Regions from separate parts of the Mus musculus genome. Here regions 1, 2, 3 and 5 are each linked to region 4. A link is a contact called in public HiChIP or PLAC-seq and promoter capture Hi-C data. All regions are on one chromosome and are shown on one strand. The core of a region is the stretch at or near the end of the contact, and the rest is flanking DNA. Distances in the headings are between cores, read along the strand shown.

Evidence for each region. Promoter capture Hi-C pulls out the DNA fragments that hold promoters and counts their contacts. HiChIP or PLAC-seq counts read pairs in DNA pulled down with a chosen protein or histone mark. Capture Hi-C pulls out chosen DNA fragments and counts their contacts.
Region 1: a contact with region 4 is called in a promoter capture Hi-C map of pancreatic islet. The contact joins the promoter of Ugt2b34 here to the promoter of Ugt2b5 in region 4. A contact is called at or near these places in 20 of 39 promoter capture datasets (the 3T3-L1 cell line, 3T3-L1-derived adipocytes, the HPC-7 cell line and 9 more), 24 of 484 Hi-C or Micro-C datasets (the AML12 cell line, cardiomyocytes, colon epithelium and 12 more), 5 of 115 datasets of contacts at active chromatin or transcription factors (extraembryonic endoderm stem cells, hepatocytes, intestinal villus epithelium and 2 more) and 2 of 9 other capture datasets (adipose tissue and pancreatic islet).
Region 2: a contact with region 4 is called in an H3K4me3 HiChIP or PLAC-seq map of intestinal villus epithelium, with 9 read pairs. The contact joins the promoter of Ugt2b35 here to the promoter of Ugt2b5 in region 4. A contact is called at or near these places in 4 of 39 promoter capture datasets (the 3T3-L1 cell line, hippocampal neurons and liver), 5 of 484 Hi-C or Micro-C datasets (the AML12 cell line and liver) and 4 of 115 datasets of contacts at active chromatin or transcription factors (hepatocytes, intestinal crypt epithelium, intestinal villus epithelium and 1 more).
Region 3: a promoter capture Hi-C map of liver shows a contact between it and region 4, with 15 times the contacts expected there. The contact joins the promoter of Ugt2b1 here to the promoter of Ugt2b5 in region 4. A contact is called at or near these places in 6 of 39 promoter capture datasets (the HPC-7 cell line, cranial neural crest, hippocampal neurons and 2 more) and 1 of 9 other capture datasets (pancreatic islet).
Region 5: a contact with region 4 is called in a promoter capture Hi-C map of liver, with 9 times the contacts expected there. The contact joins the promoter of Ugt2a3 here to the promoter of Ugt2b5 in region 4. A contact is called at or near these places in 11 of 39 promoter capture datasets (the 3T3-L1 cell line, 3T3-L1-derived adipocytes, Sertoli cells and 6 more), 10 of 484 Hi-C or Micro-C datasets (the AML12 cell line, the HL-1 cell line, cumulus cells and 2 more), 1 of 115 datasets of contacts at active chromatin or transcription factors (embryonic stem cells) and 1 of 9 other capture datasets (adipose tissue).

The regions. Positions count from the first base shown.
Region 1 is chr5:86,905,343-86,908,649 of GRCm38.p6, forward strand. It overlaps Ugt2b34 (UDP glucuronosyltransferase 2 family, polypeptide B34), which reads right to left and starts at 1,595. Exons shown (of 6, transcript NM_153598.2): 1 at 849-1,595. The coding sequence starts at 1,578.
Region 2 is chr5:86,999,116-87,002,531 of GRCm38.p6, forward strand. Ugt2b35 (UDP glucuronosyltransferase 2 family, polypeptide B35) reads left to right here and starts at 1,745. Exons shown (of 6, transcript NM_172881.3): 1 at 1,745-2,497. The coding sequence starts at 1,777.
Region 3 is chr5:86,924,717-86,928,001 of GRCm38.p6, forward strand. Ugt2b1 (UDP glucuronosyltransferase 2 family, polypeptide B1) reads right to left here and starts at 1,787. Exons shown (of 6, transcript NM_152811.1): 1 at 1,059-1,787. The coding sequence starts at 1,782.
Region 4 is chr5:87,138,813-87,141,920 of GRCm38.p6, forward strand. Ugt2b5 (UDP glucuronosyltransferase 2 family, polypeptide B5) reads right to left here and starts at 1,528. Exons shown (of 6, transcript NM_009467.3): 1 at 771-1,528. The coding sequence starts at 1,494.
Region 5 is chr5:87,335,667-87,339,045 of GRCm38.p6, forward strand. Ugt2a3 (UDP glucuronosyltransferase 2 family, polypeptide A3) reads right to left here and starts at 1,529. Exons shown (of 6, transcript NM_028094.3): 1 at 777-1,529. The coding sequence starts at 1,497.

The DNA of each region.
Region 1 (3,307 bases), core at 345-2,844, 230 kb before region 4:
AATTAGATTCCCCCATGTTTTGCATTCACATATTTCCTCTGTATAGAGCAGAGATAGAATATTCACAGCTGTGCAGAAGTTTAGTAGGTTAAAGGGGAAGATCTTTTAAATCATAAATAAAAAAATAATTTATATAAAAAGTCCTCCTTTGATTGTAAATAGAAAGATGATAGATAGATATTTACCTATGCTAGAAGTATGTATAATCCTCAGTGTATTTTATAAGTCATGAAGACTTTGCCTTTGTTTAAAGCATATGTTTTAGAGGCTGGTGTAACACATTAGAAGGTAAAGGTATTCCATGCAAGCTAAAGACTTGAGTTCAATCTCTATACAAGCGTAAACACCTAAATTGATCCCAAGAACATACATAGAGGTAGAAATAAGAACTCTTCAAAGTTTAATCTGGCCTCTACATAAGCAACCCAGAGCACAATCCCCCTTTCCCATGACACAAGTGTGCATGTTCATACACATGATAATAATAGCAATGAATATAATAAAGTGGCAAAGATATTAATGACAATGAAGGCACCAGTCAGGTAAAAGTGTTGCTTTAAAACACGAGGAAAAATGTCTTGGGCCTATGTAATTTCTTAGAGAAATAATCATAGTTTTGTTATGTGAGTGTGTGCTGACAATTCATAGACAAGGTTTTGCAACTGACACTGGAATACAAAGTTCTTTACAATGCTTGAATTTGACAGCTAATTTTCTAGTTTTCCCATCATTTTATTTAGGAGAGACAAATCATTCCCCTGTCAGACCTGTTCTTAGACATTCACATTCAATGACACAGCAAATTGAGAATCCAGCAATCCCACCAGGGCACTGAACAGGGCACTTACCTAATACTTCAGTATAAAGCTGATTCCAGTTCTTCTCATTAAATGTTTGGAACCAAAAGTCAAAACACAGCATATAGATGACATTTCTCACCCTCTCCATGAAAGTCATCCTGTCACTCAATTCTGACATAACAACAGGCACATAGGAAGGAGGCAGTGGGAGTCCCCCACTGTACTTCTCATAAGTGGAGCCAGGAAAGAAGCGGAGACTGTACACAAGGGGGATCTTGAGAACCTCAGCCAGCAGATCACCGCAGGGTATGAAGGGATCTGCCAGGATCACATCAAACCTTGATTTTTGTAGCTTTGTCATGAGTTCTTTGTTAAAAACTACATCTTTACAGAGACTTTCAAAATATTTTGAATCTACCCAAACCATTTCTTGCAACATTAAGAAGTATCCCCAAAATGACTGCTTTGGCAGCTCATAAATATATTTCTTGAGTGATTCCCAGAAAATTTCCTCTAACTCAGATAAGGAGTATGATGTAGGATAAGTCTCGAATTCAATAGCAGATGTGTTGTCAACCTCATAAGATAAGGATGCTGAAGGTCTCAGAACCATCACTTCATGACCCTTCTTCAGAAGCTCGTCTAGGATTGTCTTCAAGTTGAGCCAATGGCTGAACTCCATTGGCCACACCAGCACCTTCCCACCAGTCCCAGATCCAAAGAAGCCACTCAGCTGGAGCAGGAGCAGGAGCAGGGCTGCTGTCATTTTCACAGGCATCTTGGTTAACTTCAGGCCTGCCTTCCAAAGGATGATTGCTCAGCTCTTACAGATATAGAAAGAGCAGTAATCAGTCAGTTAAAGTGTAACTTGTACACACCAAAGCAAATAGAAATGGGAGTCACAGCCTCTGGAGGGCAAATGCCAAAACCTGGATGCAGATGTGAAAGTGGGAAATGACTCTGGATTCTCAGTGATCTTGAATGTATACTGTATTTGGAGAACAGTGAAAAGTAAGATCTCTCTTTCTCCCTTCCTTTCACTCTCTCTTTCTCCTAATGGAGCTTCTTTGATAAAGAATCTGAAGTAAAGGCAAACTGTCCAGTCACATTTTTATAAATACCATAGGTCAGTGTTTTGTCATATGAATATTGGCAACACTGACCAGTTACCATACTACTTAGTGATTTTAAGTATATGGCTCAGAGGTCTATAGTGTAATCTCAGAATTAAACACACTGCACTTACGTTTAGAGCATATTATAATCTAGATGGAAGCCCCATTCTTTTAGTCTTCCCATTAGCTCCATCTCTACCCCATCAAGAACCTGCTTACTTGTAACTAGTCAGCCTAGCAAAAGTGAAGAGATAAGGAGACATTTGTGTTTTCCTCTTTGACTCTCAGACTATTGAAAGACTTTCCCCAGTAACTTTCTGCTAGGAGAAGAAATGTTTGATCTCTGGGGACACCCAGAGGAGGAATTTGTATCCAGGAGGGCAATTTACAAGTTAGGGCAGGCTAACATTTCTGGTGACTAGGAGCTAAGTTAATGGTGGGCAAGGTCCCATGCCATTCCTGGAAAGCTTAGCTATGCAGATGCCTTGTAAGAATCCCAAAGATGGAATTAAGGGTGACTGGCTCCTTTTGTCTCTCTTCCTAAAGTGATCACACTGAATATATTCTGCATTTCACTATTAATTTGGCTCTTTTATGGATTTATTGAGCTAGGTTTGTTTGTAAGTGACAGCTTACACTCCCCTATATTGTTTTTCCTGCAGTGACCATGCCTTAGTCATCTTTATATAGAACAAAGTAATACTTAGTAAATGGTTTTTGAATGAATCCAAAAATCTAGTTCTCTAATTCTGCTTACAAGTAGCATAAAATTCTAAATGTAAAAACGGGACTGTCCTCTGATATCATAGCTATTTTAGACAGAACTTGATAGTTCCATACTAGAAATGGGAAGAGTGTCTCAAGGCATAGTGTGATTTTTAAATATTGAGGACAGTGGTTATTTTAAAATTTCTTTTTAATTAAGAAAACCCAGGATTTTCTTTTCCATGTTTTGAACCTGATGGCTGTATAACATTAAAAAACAGTTCAATGTTAACTAAGTTATATAAAAACAATTTTCTTTGACAGAGAAGCTTCAGTATTTAAATGAACAATAATAAATAACCAAATAACATAGATCAGCTTATTCAGCTGCTTCAATGTATATTTTACATTCAACCTCTCAACACTAGGTCTATGAAGTATAATCTTCTTTAAAAGGACTATAACATTCACTAGAAAAATGTGTGATTCTTATTGTCCAAATGGTCACTGGGTAGATTCTGAAGTACTTGGCTCTTAGGAATTATCCCTTCTTTTGATTCAGAAGAGAAGCTGATGCCTGCTACCAATGTTGTGTCATAAATTTGTGCCAGACAGGATATACAATGTAGACGAGACCCTATTGCTATTTTCTAATACATGAACATTGTATGAAATAGACTCTTAATG
Region 2 (3,416 bases), core at 495-2,994, 140 kb before region 4:
GTTTCTTTACTTATTATCTTATAGGTGGCATCTCATGTTTAGATTTTTGCTTGACATAGTCATTGTGTGTATTTTAACTAAGGAATTTGACCTGATAACAGTCAAACTTGTTGTTTATAATTTAATATATCCTATTTTAATTCATTTGTTTTATTTCTTGTTTTACACAAACACACACACACAAACACACACATATATATATATATATATATATACTCTTGTTATATATACATATTTCTCTTATTGATCTTTTTTGTAAGTTGGTGGTTTTTTCATTGCTAACTTGACTGCTAAAGGCACTATTAATATAAATATTTGAGTATATCTGTGAGAAAACTTTCAGGAAGGATTTACTTATCATTTTTCCATGGTGAAGATATCCCTTCCCTGTGTTTCCATCACATACACTCTACAGACCTTGTTTTTCATGATGGATACCACCCTTTCAAATTGTGCAATAAAATATATCTATGACTCCAAAACTTTATTTTGGCAAAGAACTTGGTCAGTGTGATGAGAAATCATATACTCTATAATATAATTGTTTTGTCATCAACGATTTTTTTTCTAGGTGATGCATCCTAGAGTTGTTTGTAGCTTCACAATACCAGGACAAACAAGAAGATCCAGGTAAATCACATGTCAATACCCACAATCTTCATGAGCAAATAGAAGCATTGGTGATTCCAGAAATGGTAGATTCAATGTTTCTTGGTGAAGTTTTATCTACTCATTGATTTCTCAGGGCCTTTGTGCACTAAGATTCTGTTGTGGTTTGAATATGCATGGTACAAGGTGTGGCAATATTAAGAGATATTTTCTTGTTAGAGTAGGCGTGGCCTCATTAGAAGAAGTGTGTCACTGTAATTCGTGGGCTTCAAGATTTTGTGCTCAATTTCTGCACAATGTGGAAACAGTCTCCTAGCTGCCTTCCAATCAAGATGTAGAACTCTCAATCCCTTCTACAACATTGTGTCTGCCTGGACTCTGCCACGCTTCCTGCCATGTGGATAACGGACTAAACTTCTGAAAGTGGAAGGTAGACCAAATGAACGTCATCCTTTATAAGGGTTGCCTTGGCCATGGTGTCTCTTCACAACAACAACAATAACAACAACAAAAACTCTAACTAAAGCAAGATCAAACTATCCAGCTACTTCTTGGTCCTAGGAAAGGGCTGTGGACAGATAGGTTGAATCAACTGAGTGCTCTCTGTAAACCTTAGCAGCTAATACCACTCAGGGCAGTGTGTTTGGCTTTTTCCTTAGGGACATTCATAGAAACTCTTGTCTATTTTATTCACAGATCTTTTCTCTGTCAAGTAACTAAGGCACACTGTCAGGCTATTCAGCAAACTCTATGTGACTTAATATTTTATCCGACATTCTTACAAAATAATATCCATGATATACTGATAAGTTCGGTAACTAGTACATCTGGATTTCACAGGTTGAGAATAAAATGCAGACTCACCTTACACTAATCAGTGTTCTTTCTATGATTCAAAACTCCTGTAAACAGGTTTACACAGGTCACAACTCCTAACTTTACTTCTTTACAAAACGTGATTTTAAACACTTCCAAATAAATCTGAAATAATTAATATTTGCTTTTACTATCTCTCTTCAGCCACCAACTTCAATCTGGTCATTAAGTTTGCTTGCACCAACTCAGGTTATATTTTAACTCGTGGATTTTTTTTTCTTCTTCTTAGATAAGAGGACAGGCAGTAAAGCAAGGGAACACACAGTTAACAGAAGCCCTTTGACTTCCAGGATGCCTGTGAAGTGGATTTCTGCTCTGCTCCTGCTGCAGATGAGTTGCTGCTTCAGATCCACCAGCTGTGGGAAGGTGTTAGTGTGGCCACTGGAATTCAGTCACTGGATGAATTTAAAGATAATACTGGATGAACTTGTACAGAGGGGCCATGAAGTCACTGTTCTGAGACCTTCAGCTTCCATTTTTGTTGATCCCAAATATTCGCCGGGCCTTAAGTTTGAAACTTTTCCTACAGCTTTCAGTAAAGATTATCTGGAAACTTTTTTGACCAAGTTAGTGGATGAATGGACTTTTGAGGTCCCAAGAGATACATGCTTATCATATTCTCTGCTTCAAACACTGTTTGGTAAATTATCTGATTATTCTCTAAGTCTTTGTAAGGAAGCTGTTTCAAACAAACAGCTCATGACAAAATTCCAGGAATCCAAGTTTGATGTCCTTATTTTAGATGCCATGGCTTCCTGTGGGGAGCTCATAGCTCAACTGCTCCAGATTCCTTTTCTGTACAGTCTTCGCTTCTCTCCTGGCTACCAAGTTGAAAAGAACAGTGGAGGATTTGTACTCCCTCCCTCTTATGTACCTGTGATTTTGTCAGGATTAGGTGGCCAAATGACATTCACAGAGAGGGTCAAAAATATGATATGTATGCTTTATTTTGACTTTTGGTTCCAGACATTTACAGAGAAGGAATGGGATCAATTTTACAGTGAAACTTTGGGTAAGTTACATGTCTTCTTAGTAGCTTGATATCCCTAGCTACACATGTATTTGAAGCTATATATCCATGAAATTCAAAGTGAAGTTGTTTTTGTAGGTGATCAAATATATAATAGGATATTTACTAACAAAATCATGAATGCTCTGTAAAAGCTCATATTAATGTTCAAATAGAAGGTATCAGTCCTGATAAAAAAGACTTTCTGGTTAGCTATACAATTGTAAATGGTCACTACATGAGCCTTTATTCATTTTATGCATTTTTAAACCTCTATTTCAATAAGTTACTTCCTGTTTACCCAAATACTGATTTATTTATATTAAAGAATGACATATTTTATAGTATCAATATGTATTTAACATTGAAGAAATAGTGTTCTCTTGCACAAGCCAGTTTCTATATTTAATATTAAAATGTGGGGTCTTACAACATGTCCAAATGTTTGATTGTTTTCTGTTCATGTTTAGTACCTGTGTTCTGTTCCTAGCATCCACTCATGTCCATTGGCCTCACTTTGCTTCACGGAACCTGCTGTTCTTTTATTCCAGTGCTCAGGCACTGGAATAATCTTAGAGTATATAGACGCAAGCACAAATACACATAAATGAAAAGATAAATCATAGAATATATTCTCTGTATTTCCTAAAAATTTCTCCTTCTCTTCAAAGATATTATGTTAATGTATAGGTTTGCAAATGAAACTGAGGTTTCTACCAGGACATTTCCTTTTTTATTCTTTTCTAAAAGTTATTATAATTGTATGTACTCTACAGAAGTATGGAACCATATACACTTGTCCTATAGTTTTTGAGTCAAGTTCCTTCTCTTGAAAATTATACCATAGTTAAGATTACCCTAAAGTTTCTATTTTATTACTTGTATAGATATTATGATTGCTTTTTTAGGATAAATCATATTA
Region 3 (3,285 bases), core at 537-3,036, 210 kb before region 4:
CAAATACACTATGGTGAAAGGAGTTTGTCTGGAATAAAGCATGTGATTTCTGCAATGAGTTGAGGTCATGTAGACAAGCAATTTAAAATGTTCCAGTTATGATTTATGATATAATTGTATTAACATAAATATTGTGTGAAAATTACATTGATTTCCAACGTTGCACCAATAAATTTGAAATTTTGCTCTTGCAAAGGTGCTTGAAAATGCTTAGAAACACAGCTTTTGTAGAATATTTAGTCTATTTTACACATTTTAGTAGCTATGCTTTTGGTTTCTGATTCTTGAAATGCAATGTGATAATTGGTAAGGAATGACTAATTTTCTTTTATCCCTGCTGTACTATGTCCGTTACAGGAGACTAGTATCACTAACTTAGTTGTATATCTCAAAGTTATAGCTGGGTATTTGTATAAGCAGTTAATATTTAAACTGTTTCTCCTAATAAATTAGGTAATATTTTATTTAATGAAAAGGTATTTTGAAAATAATAAAAACCTATGCATTTCTATCAAGATTTAAGGCTTTAAGATTAAGTTTTATAGATATGATCCAACTCAAATTCTAAGAAAATCAAGTTGCCTTGACTGTTTCTGGTTCTAGTGGTACAATTTAATTGTGAATAAGCTTTCAGGACATTCTTGATAAATGTTTTAATTTCTAAGTGAGTAAATGTCTTAAGGAAATGTGTTTTCTTCAGTGCTACACAAATAGTTGTGGTAATGAATTATGACTCTGTAGTGTTCTCATTTACAGATATTAAAGCACTCAATGAAACCTGGAGTTTCTTATACTTAGACAATGTAGAGCAGATCAAATGATCACCAAGAGAAATCTTCCTTGTCTAATTTTGCATGGTTAGTAATTTCTGAAGTGTTCTGTATAATTACTCTGCAGTATTTTGCCTTGCTAAGAGCCTATTTGATTCTCTTCTATTTTTACTCTATCAGCTCACAATTAAGAATCTCATTCTATGCCTTTATATTCACCTATACACATTCTCATTCAAAAAAACATCAAGTCAGGATTTCACAGTAACAATGAAAGGCACAGTTTACCTAGAACATCACTGTAAAACTGATTCCAGGATTTCTCGTTAAATGTTTGAAACCAAAAGTCAAAAAGCAACACCTGCAACATATTCTTCACCCTTTCTGCAAATGTCATGTGGTCACTTAGTTCTGACAGAACCACAGGCACATAGGAAGGGGGGAGTGGAAGGCCCCCACTGTACTTTTCACATTTGTATCCAGGACAGAAGCGGAGACTGTATACTAAAGGTGTCTTAAGCAGTTCTGATAGCAGCTCACCACAGGGAACCAAGGCATCTGCTAGAACGACATCAAACTTAGATCCTTGGAGTTTTTTCATGAGGCTCTTGTTCCAAACTACTGCTTTGCAGAAACTTTCAATCATGTCTGAATATTCACTGGAGATTTTTTGCAGTTTTGAATAAGATGTCCAAAATGGAAGTTTTTTTAATTCGTATGTCCAGTTTCCTACCCATTTTTCAAAAGCATATTCAAGATCATCTTTACTCAAAGGTGCAGAATAAATTTCAAAATTAATAGAAGATTCATTGCTCGGCCCAATGAGGATGGAAGCAGAAGATATGAGAACGGTGACGTCATGACCTCTCTGGACAAGTTCATCCAGGATTATTTTCATATTTATCCAATGGCTGTATTCTGTAGGCCACACCAGCACTTTCCCACAGGCTCCAGGTCTAATATAGCATATGAACTGTATCAACAGAAAAACTGAAGCCTGTTTCATAGACATCTTGCTGAAAGAGAATGTTTTTGATATTTGTCATTCTTCACAGTTTTTTTCTGCTTTTATGTAAGTTCTGTCAATCAAGAAGTTAACATATAACTTCTAACCACATCACTGACTAGATGAGTCTGATGGTGTAACATTCTAAGTAAATACACACATGGAACATGAGCTCAAGGTTCACGAAGTTTGTCTTTTTTGTCCCTGATAGTATTGAGCTACAATTGATTCACTTCTTTTTCTTTTCTTTTTCAATATTATTTTCCCATTCAAAGGTGGAACGAAGTATCAACACTTTGGTATTCCTTCTTCTTGAGTTGCATGGGTTTTGCAAATTGTATCTTGGGTATTCTTAGTTTCTGGGTTAATATTCACTCACCAGTGAGTACATATCATGTTAAGTTCTTTTGTGGTTGGGTTACGTCACTCAGGATGATACCTTCCAGATCCATCCATTTACCTAAATTTCATAAATTCATTGTTTTTAATAGCTGAGTAGTACTCCATTGTGTAAATGTACCACATTTTCTGTATCCATTCCTCTGTTGAGGGACATCTGGGTTGTTTCCAGTTTCTGGCTATTATTAATAAGGCTGCTATGAATATAGTGGAGCATGTTCCTTATTACCAGTTGGAAAATCTTCTGGATATATGCCCAGGAGAGGTATTGCAGGATCTTCCAGTAGTACTATGTCCAATTTTCTAAGGAATCGCCAGACTGATTTCCAGAGTGGTTGTACAAGCTTGCAACCCCACCAGCAATTGAGGAGTGTTCCTCTTTCTCCACATCCTCGCCAGCATCTGTGTACCTTATAGCCTAATGAATTTTTGATCTTAGCCATTCTGACTGGGGTGAGGTGGAATCTCAGGGTTGTTTTGATTTGCATTTCCCTGATGATTAAGGATGTTGAACATTTTTCAGGTGCTTCTCAGCCATTCGGTATTCCTTAGCTGGGAATTCTTTGTTTAGTTCTGAGCCCCATTTTTTTAATGGGGTTATTTGATTTTCTGGAGTTTATCTTCTTGAGTTCTTTATATATATTGAATATTAGTCCCCTACCTGATTTAGGATTGGTAAAGATCCTTTCCCAATCTGTTGGTGGCCTTTTTGTCTTATTGACAGTGTCCTTTGCCTTACAAAAGCTTTGCAATTTTATGAGGTCCCATTTGTTCATTCTCGATCTTACAGCACAAGCCATTGCTGTTCTATTCAGGAATTTTTCCCCTGTGCCCATATCTTCGCAGTTTTTCCTCACTTTCTCCTCTATATGTTTCAGTGTCTCTGGTTTTATGTGAAGTTCCTTGATCCACTTAGACTTGACCTTAGTACAAGAAGATAAGAATGGATCAATTCCATTCTTCTACATGATAACCGCCAGTTGTGCCCGCACCGTTTGTTGAAAATGCTGTCTTTTTTCCACTGGATGGTTTTAGCTCCCTTGTCAAAGATCAAGTGACCATAGGTGTGTGGGTTCATTTCTGAGTCTTCAATTTTATTCTATTGGTCTA
Region 4 (3,108 bases), core at 278-2,777:
AATAAAGAAATGTGGGGCTGGTAGAAATATCTGTTCCACTTTTAAGCTTCGGAAACAACGTAATAGTTTTCAAGATGAGGGGGATTTTTTAATGATATACAAAGAGAATATTTTACGTTTTAATCTTTTCACCTTTATGTATGTGTATGTGCATGAGTATATGTTAAGTTTATGCCAGTGCCTGCGGATATGATAAAGGGAAGCAGTTTCCTTGAAGCTGAAGTTTCAGGCAATTTTGAGCCACTGTGCATGAGTAGTGGCAGGAAGAGAGCTCTGGTACTAAAACTGTACAGAAACAATCCTAACCCTTTGGCCATGACTTGTGGCCCTACATTTTCATTTTAAATAAAAACACTGACTGGCCTAGGCAAGAGAAAATAACTTCTTCAATGTTTTATATATATGTATAAACTAGGTCATTCTTGAATCTCCATTAATCAAGGTTAATTGGTAACTGCTTAGGGAATTATTAAAATAGAGGAAATCTTTTCAGCAAATGAGTAAAGAATCACTTAGGGACCATCTAATTTCATCTCTATGTAATTGCATAGCTAACCAAAATGTCTTCTATCAGGACTGATACTGATACCTTCTCCTGTTTGATCAAATATATGAACATTTATAAGAGTTTGTGAGTTTGATAGCTTATATCATTATACATTTGATCACCTATAAAAGACTACTACATTTTGCATTTCATGGACATAAAGATTTACACACTTGTGAAACTTAGGTTTTCAAGCTACTTAGAAAAAAAAAATTTAACTTACCCAAATACTCACTGTAAAATGAGTCCCATTTCTTATCATTAAACATCTGGAACCAAAAGTCAAAATAAAGCATGCATATCATATTTTTTATCCTCTCTATGAATGTCATTTGTCCACCTAATCCTGACAGAATTACAGGTACATAAGAGGGAGGGAGTAGAAATCTCCCGCTGGACTTTTCAATTTGGTAGCCTGGAGAGAAGCGGATACTGTACAGAAAAGGAATCTGGAGCAGTTCAGCTATGAGCTCCCCACAGGAAGCAACAGGATCTGACAAAAGGACATCAAACTTGGATTCCTGTAGCTTTGTCATGAGCTCTTTGTTTGAAACAACATCTTTACAAAGACTTAGAAAATAATCAGAAAATTCATCAATCATATTTTGCAGTAAAGGAGAATATGACAAACATGTATCCCTTGGCATTTCATAAGTCCACACATCCACAAACTTAATGAAAAAATTTTCCAGATTGTCTTTACTGACAGATGTAGGAAAAGTTTCAAACTTAAGGCCAGGTGATTTTTTGGGATCAAGAACATAGTAAGCTGAAGGTCTCAGAACAGTGACTTCATGGCCTCTCTGTACCAGTTCATCCAGTATTATTTTTATGTTCATCCAATGACTGAATTCCATCGGCCACACCAACACTTTCCCACATTTCACAGATCTGAAGCAGCAACTTATCTGCAGCAGCAGCAGAGCAGAAATCCACTTTCCAGGCATCTTGAAAATCAAAATCCTTCTCTCACAGTCCATTTGCTTCTGTCACTGCTTGACCTTTTATCCAAGAAGCTTCAGCCCAGAGGTTAAACTATAACTTGCATTGCCCAATCTTATATGATCATTACTGTGGTGAAAGAGACAAAAAAGCAAAGAGCGATTTTAATTATTCCCTTTTTACATGAGAGTGATCCATGTCTCTTATGATGGCATGTTTTCAATTAGCCAAGAAATAAAGATCTCTTGTTCAATTATTAATGGTACTAAGATATTAGAATATTCTAAAATGTCTCACAAAACTAGTGACATCATAATATGGCTTGTCTCTTAATTCTCCTCTATATGGCATTGAAAGCACATTAATTTATATAGTTGAAGTTCATGATGACTCTTCGCTTTCTTTTACTGTGACCAATAATTCAAACTCAGTCATGGACTGTTCTAATAATCAATCCAATATTAGAAATAACAGACTTCATATAAAAGGCTGGTTCTAGACATTTTTAGAGACATATTTGAAAGCTAGCTACAGTTCTCTATGATGCTATGTTAACAATAGATGGGGACAGGTTATAGCAAATATTAAGGTTAGGTTAGCTACTAAATGTCATGCTACATTTCAATATATTTGTGTCACTCCATTACCCTACAATGCAACTATTAATTGGAGAAAGACTAAGGCTTGTTTGCAGGGAGTGTGGAAAAACACAGTTATTTCACATATTATAGAGCAATTAAAGACAGAAATTAAAGACAAAAATACAGATATTCCACATATTTTAGTGCAATTAAAGACAGAAGTCATGTGGATACTTAGAACATTGATAAATTGGCCAGCGATTTAAAAAATAATCTAAGTGCATTAAATCCCTTAGATTGGGTTCAGTATATAATCTTGATTGCTATTATAATTGACATTATTTTATCAGTAATCATTGTGTTTCCACTTATCTTTAGAGTTCTTCTGAGATCGAGGTGGGACATTCTGAAACTTCATCTAAAAATTATAAAGGGTGGAAATGCCACACCCACTCAGGTGAAGACTGCATGGCAGGCCCAAAAGCTTGGATGCAGTCTTTAGGCAAAAAAGTTTCACGGAAAATAAGTCTCCTGGAGCCTTGGTATCCTGTAACATAAATGCTCCAAACTTGTCCTTGCATTAGTTGGTGAATGGATCTGTGTGCTTTAAGTATTGTTTTATTATAGGTGCCTCTGAGAAATAATTTGTCAAATACCTATATTCAATAGAACCTGTTGTGGTCCTATATATTAACTGTGCTTGCTTCTTCAGTCTCTGTTAGCTCCTATTTCTCTTGCTTAGTTGATTCAGAGGGACTTATTCTTCTGGTATCATCCATTCACTCTGACTCTTAGAACAATCAACAAGTCAGTTAGAAGAGTACCTGACCTTGAATATAAGTTTTATGAAACAGGTAAAGCCGTCAAGTAAATGAGAAAACAAATGGAAATGACTTCCGAAAGCTTCAAAGATACTTTAAAAAATTAGACATTGAGTTTTGAGTTGTTTTAAGAAGATAAGAAATCCCTTTTGGAAACACACACAGAGCCAGAGAGAGAGAGAGAGAGAGAGAGAGAGAGAGAGAGAGAGAGAGAGAA
Region 5 (3,379 bases), core at 279-2,778, 200 kb after region 4:
GCCTTTCAACCTGATATTACTCTGAGACTGACTCTATCAGATTCCATTCAGTTTTATTTATTTTTATCAAGAATCTCAATGATATATTAAACACCAAACAGATAAAATGGTGATTGCATGAAAATATTTAATAGTTCAATTCTTGATTGAAATATATTGCCAAGGTAGTTTAACCACAGTCTTCCATGACTCACCCTTAATTTGTGACGTGTATAAAAATAAAAAGCACCTCAATTAGCAGAAGAATGGTATAAATATAAGACCAATAATCGGTGGTTGCAAATAATTGTGTAATAAAATTCAAAACCATGCATTGCACACTGAATATTTCTCATATAATTAATTTATATTTCATATCATTACGAGCACAAAAGTTTTTTTTTTTTAATTTTTGCAGTAGTGTATTGTTTACCAATAAGAGACCCACAATTTTTTAAAATGTACATTTCACATCCTGGAATTAGTTGTCTCCTTGTATCTAACAAATAAAATCATGTTGCATTCCATTGATATTTATTTGTGGATCACTTCTCTTAGAACTGATAATGAGCTCTTAAATTTTGAAATACTATTAAACAGTTTAATGAGTACAACCACATAGCAAAAGGACTTCATTTTGCCTCTCTGATTCTTTATCTATAAGTGATTTATTACTTTCACATGTAGAGTTTTACACGAAAGTCAAAATTTATAAAATGTATTCTTGTTATTGTTTTTAAACATCTACTAAGCATTAAAATAACATTTAACAACTAGCTTAGTATGAAAACTCTTACCTAGGGTTTCACTGTAAAACTGATCCCAGAATGCAAAGTCATATTGCTGGAGCCAGTACTCAAACAACAGTGAAAACATCATATTTTTCACCCTCTCTGTGAAGGTCATATTGTCTGTCAGCTCACTCATGACAACCGGTACATACGAGAGTGGAATTGGAAGCTGGCCACAGTGTTTCTCCATGTAGTAGCCCATGCTGAACCTCAGTGTGTATACGAAAGGGATCTGAAGCACTTCTGCCACCAACTCTCCACAGGGAACGACAGGGTCTATAACCACTACATCATATTGTGCATCCCGTAGCTTGTCCATGAATTTCTGGTTGTACAATACACTCCTACAAATACTTTCAAAATCTCCAGTTACTTGAAGAAAGAAGTCTTGTAATGTTTTTGCTGCTTCCCACAGTGACAGGTTTGGAATGACATTCACAGCTAGATTTGCAATCTCATTTAAACGATTCTCAGCTGTCTCGATTTCATACAGCAAAGGAATATTCTCAAAGTGCAGTGGAATACGTTTACTCTGATCTATGATGATACTGGGGTATTTCAGGACTGTTACCTCGTGCCCTCTTGCTCCAAGCTCCTCAAGAATAGTCTTTAGATTCAGCCAGTGGCTCATATCACAGGGCCACACGAGGACCTTGCTGCAGAATCCACAGCCGGCCCAGCAAAGCTGCAGCAGAAAAAATGCCGCAACACATTTTTCAGAGACCATATTGTGCCTCCTCAAGTTGTTTCGCAAAGATTGAGGGTTTGTTCAGTTGAGTAATAATTTAGATAAGAAAGAAATTAACTATTAACTTTTAAACTTACAAAGACACGGAGCTCAAGAGAGTTCTATCCAATAAAACACCATAGACTAATATTATATAGATTACAACCATTTCCTTATGAATAGCTGGATATTCTTTTTTATTTTCAATTTTTACTAGATATTTTTTTCATTTACATTTCAAATGCTATTCTGAAAGTCCCCTATACCCTCCCCCCACCCTGCTCCCCTACCGAACCATTCCCACTTCTTGGCCCTGGTGTTACCCTGTACTGGGGCATATAAAGTTTGCAAGACCAAGGGGCCTCGGGTGACTAGGCCATCTTTTGCTACGTATGCAGCTAGAGACACGAGTTCTGGGGCTACTGGTTAGTTCATATTGTTGTTCCACCTATAGGGTTGCAGACCCCTTCAGCTCCTTGGGTACTTTCTCTAGCTCCTCCATGGGGGCCCTGTGTTGCATCCAATAGATGACTCTGAGCATTCACTTCTGTATTTGCCAGGCACTGACATACCCTCACTCGAGACAGCTATATCAGAGTCCTTTCAGCAAAATCTTGCTGGCATATGCAAGAGTGTCTGCGTTTGGTGGCTGATTATGGGATGGATCCCCGGGTAGTGCAGTATCTGGATCGTCCATCCTTTTGTCTCACCTCCAAACTTTTTCTCTGTAACTCCTTCCATGGGTATTTCGTTCCCTATTCTAAGGAAGAATGAAGTATCCACATGTTGGTCTTCCTTCTTCTCGATTTTCTTGCATTTTGCAAATTGTATCTTGGGTATTTTAAGTTTCAAGGCTAATATCCACTTATCAGTGAGTACATATAAAGTGACTTCTTTTGTGATTGGGTTACCTCACTCAGTATGATATCCTCCAGATACATCCATTTGCCTAAGAATTTCAAAGATACATTGTTTTTAATAGCTGAGTAGTAATCCATTGTGTAAATGTACCACATTTTCTGTATCTATTCTTCTGTTGAGGACATCTGGGTTCTTTCCAGCTTCTGGCTATTAAAAATAAGGCTGCTATGAACATAGTAGAGCATGTGTCCATCTTACCAGTTGGAACATCTTCTGGGTATATGCCCAAGAGAGGAATTGCTACTATGTCCAGTTTTTTGAGGAACCACCATACTGATTTCCAGAGTAGTTGTACAAGCTTGCAGTCCTGCTGTGACCAAGTGAGGAGTGTTCCTCTCTCTCCACATCCTTGCCAGCATCTGCTGTCACCTGAATTTTTGATCCTAGCCATTCTGACTGGTGTGAGGTATAATCTCAGGGTTGCTTTGATTTGCATTTCCCTGATGATTAAGGATGTTGAACTTTCTTTTCAGGTGCTTCTCAGTCATTCGGTATTCCTCAGTTGAGAATTCTTTGTTTAGCTCTGTACCCCATTTTTTAATGGGGTTATTTGAATTTCTGGAGTCAAGCTTCTTGAGCTCTTTGTACATGGTGAATATTAGTACCTTTCAGCTTTAGGATTGGTTCCTAAAATTCCTTTCCAGTCTGTTGGTGGCCTTTTTGTCTTATTGACAGTGTCTTTTGCCTTACAGAAGCTTTGCAATTTTATGAGGTCCCATTTGTCGATTCTTGATCTTACAGAACATGCCACTGCTGTTCTGTTTAGCAATTTTTCCCCTGTGCCCATATCTTCGAGACATTTCCCTACTCTCTCCTCTATAAAATTAAGTTTCTCTGGTTTTATGAGTAGTTCCTTGATCCACTTAAACTTGAGCTTTGTACAAGGAGATAAGAATGGATCAATTCACATTCTTCTACATGATAGTCACCAGTTGTGTCAAAATCATTTGTTGAAAATACT